Linked DNA regions of Rattus norvegicus: region 1 is linked to region 2. Evidence: chromatin contacts called from public Hi-C data. All regions are on one chromosome and are shown on one strand. Each heading gives the region's core, a stretch centred on a gene start, on an enhancer-like site or on the middle of the called end of the contact. The rest is flanking DNA. Distances are from core to core; before and after follow the strand shown.

What was found. Hi-C and Micro-C count contacts between places; a contact is called where the count stands out from the background.
Region 1: a Hi-C map of Schwann cells shows a contact between it and region 2, with 11 times the contacts expected there. The contact joins the enhancer-like site here to the promoter of Dusp4 in region 2. A contact is called at or near these places in 11 of 12 Hi-C or Micro-C datasets (the A7r5 cell line, the Rat2 cell line, Schwann cells and 6 more) and 1 of 1 datasets of contacts at active chromatin or transcription factors (oligodendrocytes).

Annotation. Positions count from the first base shown.
Region 1 is chr16:64,400,732-64,406,714 of GRCr8, forward strand. No RefSeq gene overlaps it. Among named protein-coding and RNA genes, the nearest start is that of Dusp4, 310 kb to the left of the region's middle. Within about 2 kb of position 2,365, at least 1 of the 93 cell types and tissues checked has an H3K27ac peak or open chromatin away from gene starts, as enhancers often do. A contact at or near this core is called in Schwann cells, where this site is marked.
Region 2 is chr16:64,091,873-64,097,411 of GRCr8, forward strand. Dusp4 (dual specificity phosphatase 4) reads right to left here and starts at 1,828. Exons shown (of 4, transcript NM_022199.2): 1 at 969-1,828. The coding sequence starts at 1,404.

The sequences.
Region 1 (5,983 bases), core at 1,115-3,614, 310 kb after region 2:
CAGCTTCTCCACCGCTTTTGTATATTATCGGGCTGATGCAGCAGTCTCTCGCCCTACTTTAATCAGAAGTCAAAGCTGGAATTTTGATCATAGGAGAAGAAAACTAAATTCTGTTTCCTATTATCCATGCCGTCACCATTCCCAGCTTGCATAGACACCTCCTCTGTCTTCCCTAATCAGGCAGGAATGCCAAGTTGTATTTTATTCAGCCGATATGAATATTCACAGCATGCTAACTGCATAACTATTGTTCTTTTCTATGTCACCGTTCCCTCCTCTTAGGCCTTTGTGTTTCTCCTGGATTTATGATTAGAGACAGAAATACAGATTCACAATCAAGAACTCAAGAGCCTTTAATTTTCCTAAATCTTCCCTCCGTGCTCAGAAACATCACGAATCCTGCTTGCATTTTCTCCCGGAGCCCTCTGTGCTGCTCCATTTGGGATCGATTGTTCTGGGTCCATGGTGAAACCGAGCTTTGGTCCGCTTCTCCCCATATTAAGCCTTTGTCCCCTTAATGTTTTGTCTTCTTTCTCCTTGGTCCACTCTCTTGTTCCTCTGCAACTTCCTTAGAAACAGCATGTGCCAGAGGTTACATTGTGGTATTGATTGATAGCTCAGCCTAGAATTAGAAGGAATTTCTCCCTTGCTTTCTAGAACGGCTGGAAAAGTCACTGAAAGACACGTCCAGGCCAGCCTGGGGTCTCCTTATTGTCTTCCTCTCTTGGATTTTTTTTGCAATCATTACCTGTTCATTCCTGAGGTTTCATAATAAAAAATTTAAATCTAAAGACAGGCACTTTGGTGTTCTGGGATGTTTTCTTCTCTTTTGATTCATTTTGTTCTTTCATCAATGATCTGACTTTAGTGGTTAGAGAAGCTAACCACTGTCTCTGGGTCCTGGTTTCTGGGATCCACTTCCTGGGGAATTTCATCAGTCTGCACCTTCGAATCTCTCTCTCTCTCTCTCTCTCTCTCTCTCTCTCTCTGTGTGTGTGTGTGTCTCCTCCTCTTTCTTCCTCCTTCCCCCTCTCCCCTCCCCTCTCTTTCTTTTCTTCTTGTTTTTTTTTAATTATTATTATAAAAGGAAACAATCCTTTTAATGGTATTTTCTTATCTAAAGGGTCTGGAATATTTTTATTTCTCAGAAGGACTTTAGGAACTCTGAAGTTATTTTTTTAGTCCAATCTTTTTTTGTCTGCTTAAGCTTCTTTTAAATTATATATTTCCAGTTACATTTGTGGTCTGAGGTAAGAGATTTCCTGAAGTGCTGGGTTTATTTCTAGATACTCATTGGAACATGGTATAATGGTACTATGTGAAAAAAAAGTAGTTATAAACCTAATATAGGCACATTAATATATTTTATTAGTTCTGAAAAAAACACAAAGATCTAAGTAATGGGACACATACTATCTATATCTCTCTGTATCTATATCATCTTTCTCCTTCCCTCTCTGTCTTTCTGTCTCCCTTCCTCTGTCTTTCTCTCTGTCTCTCTTTATATATATACATATATAAACATATAAACATATATCTTTATGTATAATATCTCTAATACATATTTATATATTATATATAATGTATTATTTATATATTATATAATTAATATATATTAAATGCAGTTACTGTCAACATTCCAGCCGAGTCTCTTTGTGAACAGGCACAATTATTCTAAATTGTATACTGGAAGGGAATGAACCAGAGGACAGCTTTGGAAAAAGGAACCCGGTGAAGTGAATGAACCTAAGTAATGACAGCTCGTTCTCAACTACGTCACCAAGACGCCAAGGTGCTGGTGGGAAGACAGATGCGTAGATCAACAGGACCAGAGAGTGGATTTGGAAGTGGATTGCACACAGAAGCTCCCGTGAGATTTCCTCTTCAGTGTCTGCACCATTGGGTTTAGAATCGCCCAGGAGATTGGTGAGGCACGGCTCTGTCCCTGCTAACTTTCCCAGGGAGAATTAACTGATGTTGAGAGGACCCACACTAAATGTTAGGTTAGAGGCCCAGATGAAGGAGAGAGAGAGAGAGAGAGAGAGAGAGAGAGAGAGAGAGAGAGAGAGAGAAAGAGCGCTATCGTGCTCCTTCTCGACACTTCCTGTCTGCCCTGTTGTGAGCTGACCTGCCAACCTACAGCATCACGATGAACTGGCGCCTTTTTCAGCTAACTAACCCAGTGCTCCCAGACATGTAACATTAATGCAATGGCCTTTTCAGAAACTGCTGTTGGAACAATTGAACAGCACTGGCAAATCCACCAAGCAGCCATCCCGATAGCAAACAAGCAAAAAACTCAAAATGACTCAGGCTTGGTGCAAAATGCAAAACTATGGAACTTTTGTATGAAAATGTATGGAGCCAGGCATTGTGATACAGGCCTGAAACCCTGGTGCTCTGGGGTGTGTGTGTGTGTGTTGAATGTTTCATGCTTTGCCTTTGTGTTTGTTCCTTTATGACTCATTTATTCCTGCACTTTGTTCAGCTGTCCATTGAGGTCTTGAAATGTTTCTTTTTGATTTTTAGTGATTGAGATTTTAGATAGTGAAGGAGTGTGCATACACGCACGTGTCTGTTCGTGTGTAGGTGTGCATGTGTCTGTATATGCATGTGCTGTGTGCATGTGTGTCTGTGGGTACGCATGTGTGCGTGCGCGTGCGCATGTGTGTGTAACCAGTTGAGAGGTGTTCCTTGTTAAACAGCTATACTATTGTGGTCGGGGGTGGAGTGGGTTAAGCCGGACATTTCAACTTCAACTTTTCACGCAAAATGGGAAGAGGGGGAATTGCAAAAAGTCGCTGGCTGAACAAGAGCGATTTTCATTCTTTCCTGATTCAAATGAGTCGTTTTGATGCCCCTTCCTTGCCCCCACACCAAGATGGGACCTTCTCTTTATGCACACAGTTGACCATCAGAGTGCATGTCCGCTGGGAAGGGACCCAGCGCTGGAACCTGAAGGAGGCGCTTCCCCTGGGACCGCATAAACCCTTTCACCATCCGATTTAGAGAGGGCCCTCTCTTCTGTCTAGAAAGATAATGTTTGTTTTACTTTGATTGAAAGGTTGATAGCAGCAGCGGTATGTTCCGCAACTCGCTGTGATGTGGGTGGCACACTCCATTGTCTCTTCTGATTATACTGACTGGTTCTGAATTGCATTCCCACGGAGGCGCTCCTGTGGAAGACACGGACACTGAGCACGCCACAGACAGCATTTCCGAAAGCTCTATTGGAACACCTCTCATCTCTGCTCCCATTCACCCTCTGGGTGGTGGCGGGAAAGGGCTTCAGCATTGGAAGGCAAGAGGAAGGGAATGAATGACCAGAAACTCAGCTGGGAAAGGGGATGCTGACTTGGTTCCGAGCTCAGGAGCAGGTGGCCCCGCCCCAGCAGAGAAAGCCTCAGTTTCAGGACTTACTGCCCTAGGGTGCAGCATAGAAGCACCCTGCGGCTGGGGCTAATCTCAACCTTTCTGGGTGAAGGAGTTTACTTCAGGAAACAAGCTTGGAGAGATTTTGAAACAACCTGCTTCAAATGCCTCGCGGTGTTTGGGTAAGAAGGGACATGTGTTCATGTCCCCTCTTACAGCAGGCTACTTCTCAAAGGTGTTGTTTTGCTTCACCATTTCCTCCTCAGACCTTCTCCATGGATTGAAATGAGAAATCAACCTTTGGAGCCAGCAAGGCCTCTGGGGTCCACAGAAAGCTGTCAGCGCATACTGATTAACAAAAACCCTGTGCTGTGTTTCAAAACCAGAGAGATCCAGGCCCGATCCACATGAGTCCTATGTCAGTTGTACAATCTTAAGAAAATCCCCGACATGGGTTCTGACAGGACTCTCAGGTTCCTCTTCTGTTGGTGAAAATACCTCAGGTGGCTACTGGGAATCGGGTATCACTTGTAGGGCCGCTGGCGCCATGCCGTTTCTATTCCTTCAAGAAAGGAAACTAAATACCAGAAGAAGTAACCTGGCCTGAAGTGTGTCCAGGACGTCTGCAGTCTCTGCACAGTGAGACGGTACCCCTTTCTGACTCTTCCAGCGTCTCTTAGGGTGGGGCATGTCTCAAGGTCCCAGTGAGCATCATTCATTCCAAATGCAATCTCTGAAGACGTCTTTTTAAATTGTGGTAGGAACCGGGGAAGTGAGTCACTGCATAGTGTTTGCCGTGTGAGCCCAGAGCCCAGAGTTCAAATCGTCAACACCCACATAAAACAAACAAACCAAAAGGCAGATTCAGTAGCACCTGTCTGGAATCTCAGTGCTCCAGTGGTGGGATGGCTGGTGGAGACAGGAGAGTTTCTGGAAGCTCTAAGGCCAGCTAGCCTGCCAGGAGTTGACAAGGGACCCTGCCTCTGATGAGTCGGCAGGTGAGGCTGTCCTCTGAACTGATTGGGAGTGTGGAGCACATGCGCAGATTAAAACAAACAAATAAACAAAAAATATGGTAACCAGAGATGTGTAGACGCTACTATAACCCATGTCAGTAACAAAGTATTATGAGCTATGAACTTTACTGGTCTTTCTAGTCTGAAAGGAAATATATATATATTTCCAGGGACACCACGGCACCTGGAAAAGATCTTTGAAGAGGAAGCTTCATATACAAGGATTGATGATATTCCTCCTTAGCCCTGTGAGCTACACAATCTGCTGGTCCACGTCCCACATTGCTTGCATAATGAAGGGTTGGGACCAATGACTGCCACCTTTCTGGGATTAATCCTAAGGAAGATGGTCCCAGGGAGTAGCTAGCTACTCTGAGACACGGTTGAGTTGGATCTCTTGACTCCAAACTGAATCTAAAACAATAAGACATATATAAAACACTATAAGCATATAGCCTTGATGATCTCTCTCCTCTCCAAAGCTGTGTTCGGTAGCGGCTATTTCTAAAGGGAAATCCGTATTTCTATTGTTACCACTGCGGTCTATGTTTCTAAACTGGAGTTTTGGACATTTAAGGAGAAGAGTGCCCCCTAGTGGAAGCGAATCCAATCTAATGGTAGCCAGCGGGCCCCACCATTAAAAGCTGTTGACTGGGATTCCCCTTTGGGAGACCTCTAGAATGCTCTTCCCAAAGACAGATTATCTATCCTGAGATAGGTGCTTTATTCAGAATAACAAAAAGAAAGTAGATGTTGTGTTTCCATGAAGGGTACAGACTGTGGGAGGCGGGGAGGATTTAGAGAAAGAAGGTGGTAAAGAATAGTCCTGGACAAAGCAAAACGGATGATGTCCTGATCAGCCCGACACACTAGTGAAAGTAATTTGATAAGAGGAACCTCATCTCAGAAAACTCGTCCTTCAGATTGTCCACAGGCAAGTGTGGAGAGCATTCCCCTGATCTGTGATTGATACGGGAAGGCCCAGCTCTCTAGACATCCCCATCCCTCGGCAGGAGATCCTAGGTTGTATAAGCCTGTCTCAGGCTAAGTAAGCCGTGAGACAGAGGGCCAATCAGTGGCTTTGTCCCCATGGCTTCTGCTTCAGTTCCTGCCCTGGTTTTTCTCAGGGATGGAGTGTAAAGTGTAAGGTGCAGTTAACCCTTTCGTCCCCAAGTTGCCCTTGGGTGTGGTCTTTATCACAGAAATAGAAAGCAAGCCAGGCCAGGTGACAGGCAAGACCACACTTCTTGGTCTCTCTCTCTCTCTCTCTCTCTCTCTCTCTCGTGTGTGTGTGTGTGTGTGTGTGTGTGCACATCCTACATGTATGCACGTATGCAGAGGTCAACAGTCAACATCAGATAGCTTCTTCTACTGCTCTTCACTTTAGTGTTTGAGACAGGGTCTTTCACTGAACCTGGGGTTCACTGCCTCAGCTAAGCTGACTGGCTACTAACCTCGACAGCTCCTCTCATCTTCCCACCGAGTGCTGTGTTCCCTGGACTGCTGAACATAGCTTCTACCTGGCACAGAGGACCCAGGGAGCAGGTTCTCATTCCAGTGAAGCCAGAACTTTCCTGCCATCTCCACAGCTCTTT
Region 2 (5,539 bases), core at 578-3,077:
AAGACCCGACCCCCGCGAAAGAATGCGCGGAATGCGGTGGCCGGAGGTGGGGGGGCGCGGCGCAGCAGGGGGCGCGCGACCACCCTCCTCCCACCCCCCACCGCAGTGCTCCCCAGCCGGAGCCCGCACACGGACCTAGCAGGCAGGTGCGGAGAGCGGTCTGTCCCTTCCTCCCGCGTCTGGGATACTGCGCGATCCTTTCGGGGTGCCTGACTTCTAAATTTGACAAGCCACCCTCTCTCCGGCCACCTATTTCCCAGGCCAGGGTTCGCTTTAACCAGGCACGCGCCGCTAGCAGAGCCGAGAATGATGTGTGAACAAAAGGTGGTAAGGTAATTCTCTGCTCCCGGGATTAGCAGGAGCAGACGCGTCTGGTGTCCCCCCAGTACAGCACTCCAGCCTCCCTTAGACCCGGGCGGGGGGGGGGGGCGCCTTCCAAGAAGGCTCTGAGTTGAAGCAGCGGGAGAGGAAAAACAGTTCGCTCCCCAGATCTGCAACCCAATTCTCCTTCCCTCATTTGCCGGTTGTGTAGGAACTCCCGAGACAGATCTCACCTCAGCATTCACCTTCCTTAACCCCTCTCCAGTTCTCCGGGTTATACCGAAACAGGCCTCTCTGAACCCTGTGGGACTTAAGAGCGCGTGCGTGCTCAGTACTTGAGGCTGGGCTGCGCAGAGGAATAGCTGCCAGCATCCAGGCCAGAACCGCTCATGTCAATAAACACAGAAACTCTTCGGACGCGTGCGGACTGCAGGTGACTGGGGAAACGCGCCAGCACGGCCTCCCCAGGACTTAGTACTCAAAACCACAGCAAAACCGTGCACACAGACACGCACAAAGACACGCAAGGAAGGGGACTCCAGCAGCCCGAAATCATTCCGGTACTTTCCTCCCAATGCCCAGCAGGGCTCAGGTCACCAAGTCCCTTACACCTACCCTCCACCTCGCTCCCGGGCGCCCAGGTTTACCTTTAAGCAGGCAGATGTCTGTGCGCTCCGCGTTCCGGCGCAACGCCTGCACGACCAGCGACACTGTGCTGTCCTCCCGGAGACTCTCGGCGCGCGGGCTGCGCTCATCGTAGACGATGACAGCCGAGTAGAGGCCAGAGCGCAGGCGGGCGCGCACCTCTTCCTCGGCGGGCAGAATCTGCTCCAGGCTCACGGAGCCCTTGGCCCTCCGCCGCACGATGGTATTGCAGCGCACGTTCACCGAGCCTCGGATGTAGCCCGCGCTGTGAGCCAGAAACGGCCTGCAGTCCAGCAGCAAGCACTTGCCGCCGCTCAGCAGCCCCAGGGCGCCGTGGCTGCCGCCGCTGCTGCCCGCGCTGCCGCCGTTCTCATCTCGGTTCATCAGCCTTTTGAGCACGCTGCAGTCCATCTCCCGCAGTTCCTCCATCGTCACCATGTCGCCGGCAAAGCACAGCAGCTGGGGAGCCGGAGAAGACCAAGGGCACCCAAGCCAGCTAGGCTACAAGAAGGAACAGGCGAAGGCTAAGAAGGCGCCTGCCGAAGTGACCCGCAAACTTGGCCCCAAGGCTCTTCTCCCAACACCCCTTCCTCCTCCTCCCGCAGCCTCGACGTTACATAGCAGTCCGAGCCTTCTCTGGCGCCAAAGCAGGCGGGCGCACGGCACCCGGAGCAAGTGACCGAGGAGGGGAGTATGTTTACGAGAGAGAGGGCTCCTCTCGGTTTGTTGCCCCTGGTGTGTTTTGCTAGCTAGGCTGCTCCTGCCTTAGGCACCGCCGTTTTCCCCCAACGCTCCGCCGGAGCTGCACGCACTGCCCCAGCCAGAGTTTCCTCCTCTGCTTAGAGATTTATTAATGCTCGCCGGCTCTCCCGGGGGAGGGAAGAGTCATTACTACCTCTCCAGGCCCCGCCCCCCACGCAAGCTCCCCGCCCCGCCCCCACCCCGACTCTTGAATGGAGCGCCGGCCCCCTCGCACCCAGTCACGGGAACTCGACGTCACAAAGAGAGGAGTAAACAGGGCGCTCGGTGCTGTCTGCCAGGCCCATTCATAAAACCGAGACCTAGAGGAAAAAGGAGGCAGCCTCCGACCCGCCGGCAAGCCGGAAGCTCCCGGACTTTGTGAATGGAGCCGCCGTGCGGCTCCCTGTCCTTCCTCAGCCCCGGAGCGCGGCGTTCGGCGTTGTGTTAGTAGCGGGTGGCGACGCGGGCCTAACCGAGGCCTGGGCTCTCAGCGTGGAGGTCTTCACCCCTGCGCTCCCCCCCCGCCCCCCAAGTCTCCGAGGTCTCGCTGGGTGGAACCTGACACTGTATGGCTGCCACCCCGCAGGGCTTGGGACCTCTTCTCGCCGGACTAAAGCTTGCTCTTCGGGTCCGGCCGGTTGTGTCTTGTTTTGTTTTTAATGCGATTCCCCGGACTTAGTTTATACATTTGCGTGATCGATTTCCGTCCGGAGCTATTAGATCGGTTTTATAGCTTCCCGCGGAACCTGGGCAAACCCCGGACTTTGAAAGATGAAAGGGAAGTCCTCGCGCCAAAGCCCAATAACAAAAGAGAGGTGTAGGGGTTTGTTACTTTACAACCCAGAGGGGGGCGTTAATTGGCCGAATGGTGTGCCCGTGCAGGAGAATGGGAAGCACTCCGGCCCAAGCTTCCTAAAACCTGATTATTTAACCATGGGAAGGGGGGGAGGAGGGATATACCCGGAGGTTTTCCGCTTTGGTGGAAGTCCTCGCCTCCCTCTTGCTCACACGCAATGTCCTCTAAGGAAATAATTGTTAAGGTCTACATTTGGTGCGAAGGAAGATGTTGAAAAGTGTCCATGCGAAGAGTGACCTTTTAAAAGGCAAATTTAATAAGCTCAGAGACGATTCGAGTTTCTACATCCCTCTTTCCAGGTCACGTAGCATCTGCACCCCGCTTTTACCTTCCCGGGGACATTTAATTTCCCAAGGGCTTGATTTTGGCAAGAAAGGAGGTTATGCGCGCATGTGGTGGGGACCTTACAGAAGCCAAAAATTATTCGGCCGAGATCTTGCCAAGTCTTGTTAGCAAGAATTAATCACCGAACAAGGGAATTACGGGGTTTGGTAGCGGCCAGGTCGAATATTCCATTTCAGGTTGCGAGTAGAAGCCTGACTGAGGCAGCGAGGGCAGCCAAAGCCTCAGGGTCCTTTCCCCCGGTTAAACCCTCTCTCCACTCAGTTACCTTTGCTTTGTTTTCTGCAGAGCGGCTCTCCAGAGATCACCTCCAACTCCCATTTTCAAGGCTTCCTACAGACTCTCTGCACTCTGAAGTCCCCAACACCCTTTTCTGGGTCCAGTGGGCGTTGCAGGGGGCAATCATCTGTGGAGAATTTTCCTTGTTACCTTGGGTTCCAAAATGGCACTGCGTTTCTTATTTTGTTTATGGGTTTTTTCAGTTAAAGAATGAGCTATTACATGCGTATTAATTTGTTGCTGACATATTAGCGACCCCCTAATGCACCCTGTATTTTGGTGCCCGTGGTGCGGGATCACTCACATCCGGGTTCCGGAAGGAGCCACAACAACAGAGTGACATCGGCTGCCTGGGGCAAGGTCTCGAGCACTGGGCCTTCAGGCTAGGAGAGTGGCAAGGGCGTCCAGCACCAGTGAGGAGGGCAAAGTGGTTTCTCTTGCTTGGTTCGGAGCTTGCTGTGAGGACATCTAGTGCTTCCCTCTGGCTGGCCCACTATGGGTGCTAGACATCCCCGGTGCCTCGACAGCCGGAATCAGATTCACTCTCCTGGGTCCTCTCCCCGCAGTTTACAAACCCAGCGGCCAGCAGCCCTTAGCTCCGGATGCTAGTCACCAGAGTCACAGAGGGGAATGAGGGTGAGGTTGTCCCCCGGCCAGCACTGGCCAAGCTGGCCTTTGTCTCCCCTGCCTCAGGGGTGCTCCTCCTACCCCTGGCAGGCCAGGCCCCTGCCCAGTGCTCACAGGGTTTGTAAATAACAGTCAAATCCGGGGAGGGGTGGGGATGCCCACCGAACAAAAGGCTGCTTTCTGCACCTGACAGTAATCCTTGCCGGAGAAGTCCATAAATCCCATAGGCGAGTCACGCGCAGGGGGTGTGGGCAGGCGCGTGTCAGTGTGTGTCCACGTGTGAGTGCCCGCGCCTGCGCGCCTGTTCCTGGAGAGGGACAGCTACTTCGGACTTAGCACATTTAAGCCAAGAGCGGCTTTTGTTGAGAAGATGATGTTGAATAAAACAACAACAGCCCCCCTCCCCCGCGCGCGCCGCCGCCGCCGCCGCCGCCCCCTTCAGGAACTGCCTTCAGCAGTGTGAATGTCAGCAATGAGCTTTAAATGACAGCATTGTGTTTACCCGGATACTGTGAGAGCACCCTGGATAATTTTCTTAATGGAAGCGTGTGAGCCATTTGGTCCACAGTTTTAGGTGAATACGGTTTAAGGTCTACCCAACACCGGCTATAAAACCCTCCTTCCATCGGTCCTCAGGCTGAAGGGTGAGAAACACACAGTTTGCACAGGAACTTCGTGAGTCAGTTTGTCAATAAAAAACTGCAGTAAACAAAGGCATTCGGAGGAAGCTAAGCTTGCACATCCTTTCAGAGTTATTTAGCTTAGGAATATCTGCAGGGATTGGACTGTGAATGCCCAATTTACACTGGGCAGTAAAACTGGGGTGGAAATGCTTGTAAAATTTCTCCGTGACATGTGAATCCAACTTCTCTTTCATCAGACAGTCCTTAGACGGACCTTATTAGTCACTGTCAGGCTCCAACAAAATCCCTGCGCTTGTTTAAGAACTTTGCTTTCCCAATTAGAAAGTTTTGTGATCTGGGGATTCGAAGCCAGGAGTAGAATCCCCAGAGATGGACTGTGGCTTCTATTCTGGTTTTGATGCCAGCCTCTGACTCACAGCTCTGTCCCAAAGTAACTGAATAAAACTTACCTTAAAAAAAAGATCACTGATAAGTGAATAATCACAGTGGCAGTGGATAGACGCTGGGTGGATTCCCTGGCCTCTGGAGCCTTGCTTCTTACTCTGAACTACACATGAAACATCCTTTTTACCTGCACTAATGGTATATACTAGGGAGACCTGGAGGCCAACTCAGGCTTCAAGCAGGAAAGATCTCCACAATATGTCCTTCGCATGTCTCTGTCTGACCCATCTCTGATCCTTAAGTCAAGATTGGGAGGCAGTGGAAATCTTCAACACCTAGAAATCAACGAAAGAATTAAAAAGCACAATCTAAGCAGAGCTCTGGTGTAGTTTATGAGATAGTTTCCTATAACCCAGGCTGGCCTGAAACTTGCTCTGTAGATGAGGCTGGCCTTGAACTCTCAACCCCTCAACAGCTATAAGAACTCTCAATAGCTATAAGACTATTGAAATAGTGGACTCCAAAGAATTAAAATTTCCCCAGGAATTGCATGCTGGTAAAAGGGGAAAGTTGAAGCCCTACTTTGAGAAGAAGAGACTCACTCCATTGAAGAGACTTCACTTTTATCGAACCACTTTTTAGGACAGACTTACAGCCGAGACGGTGATAGATACTATTAATTATACATATTCTTTGCTCC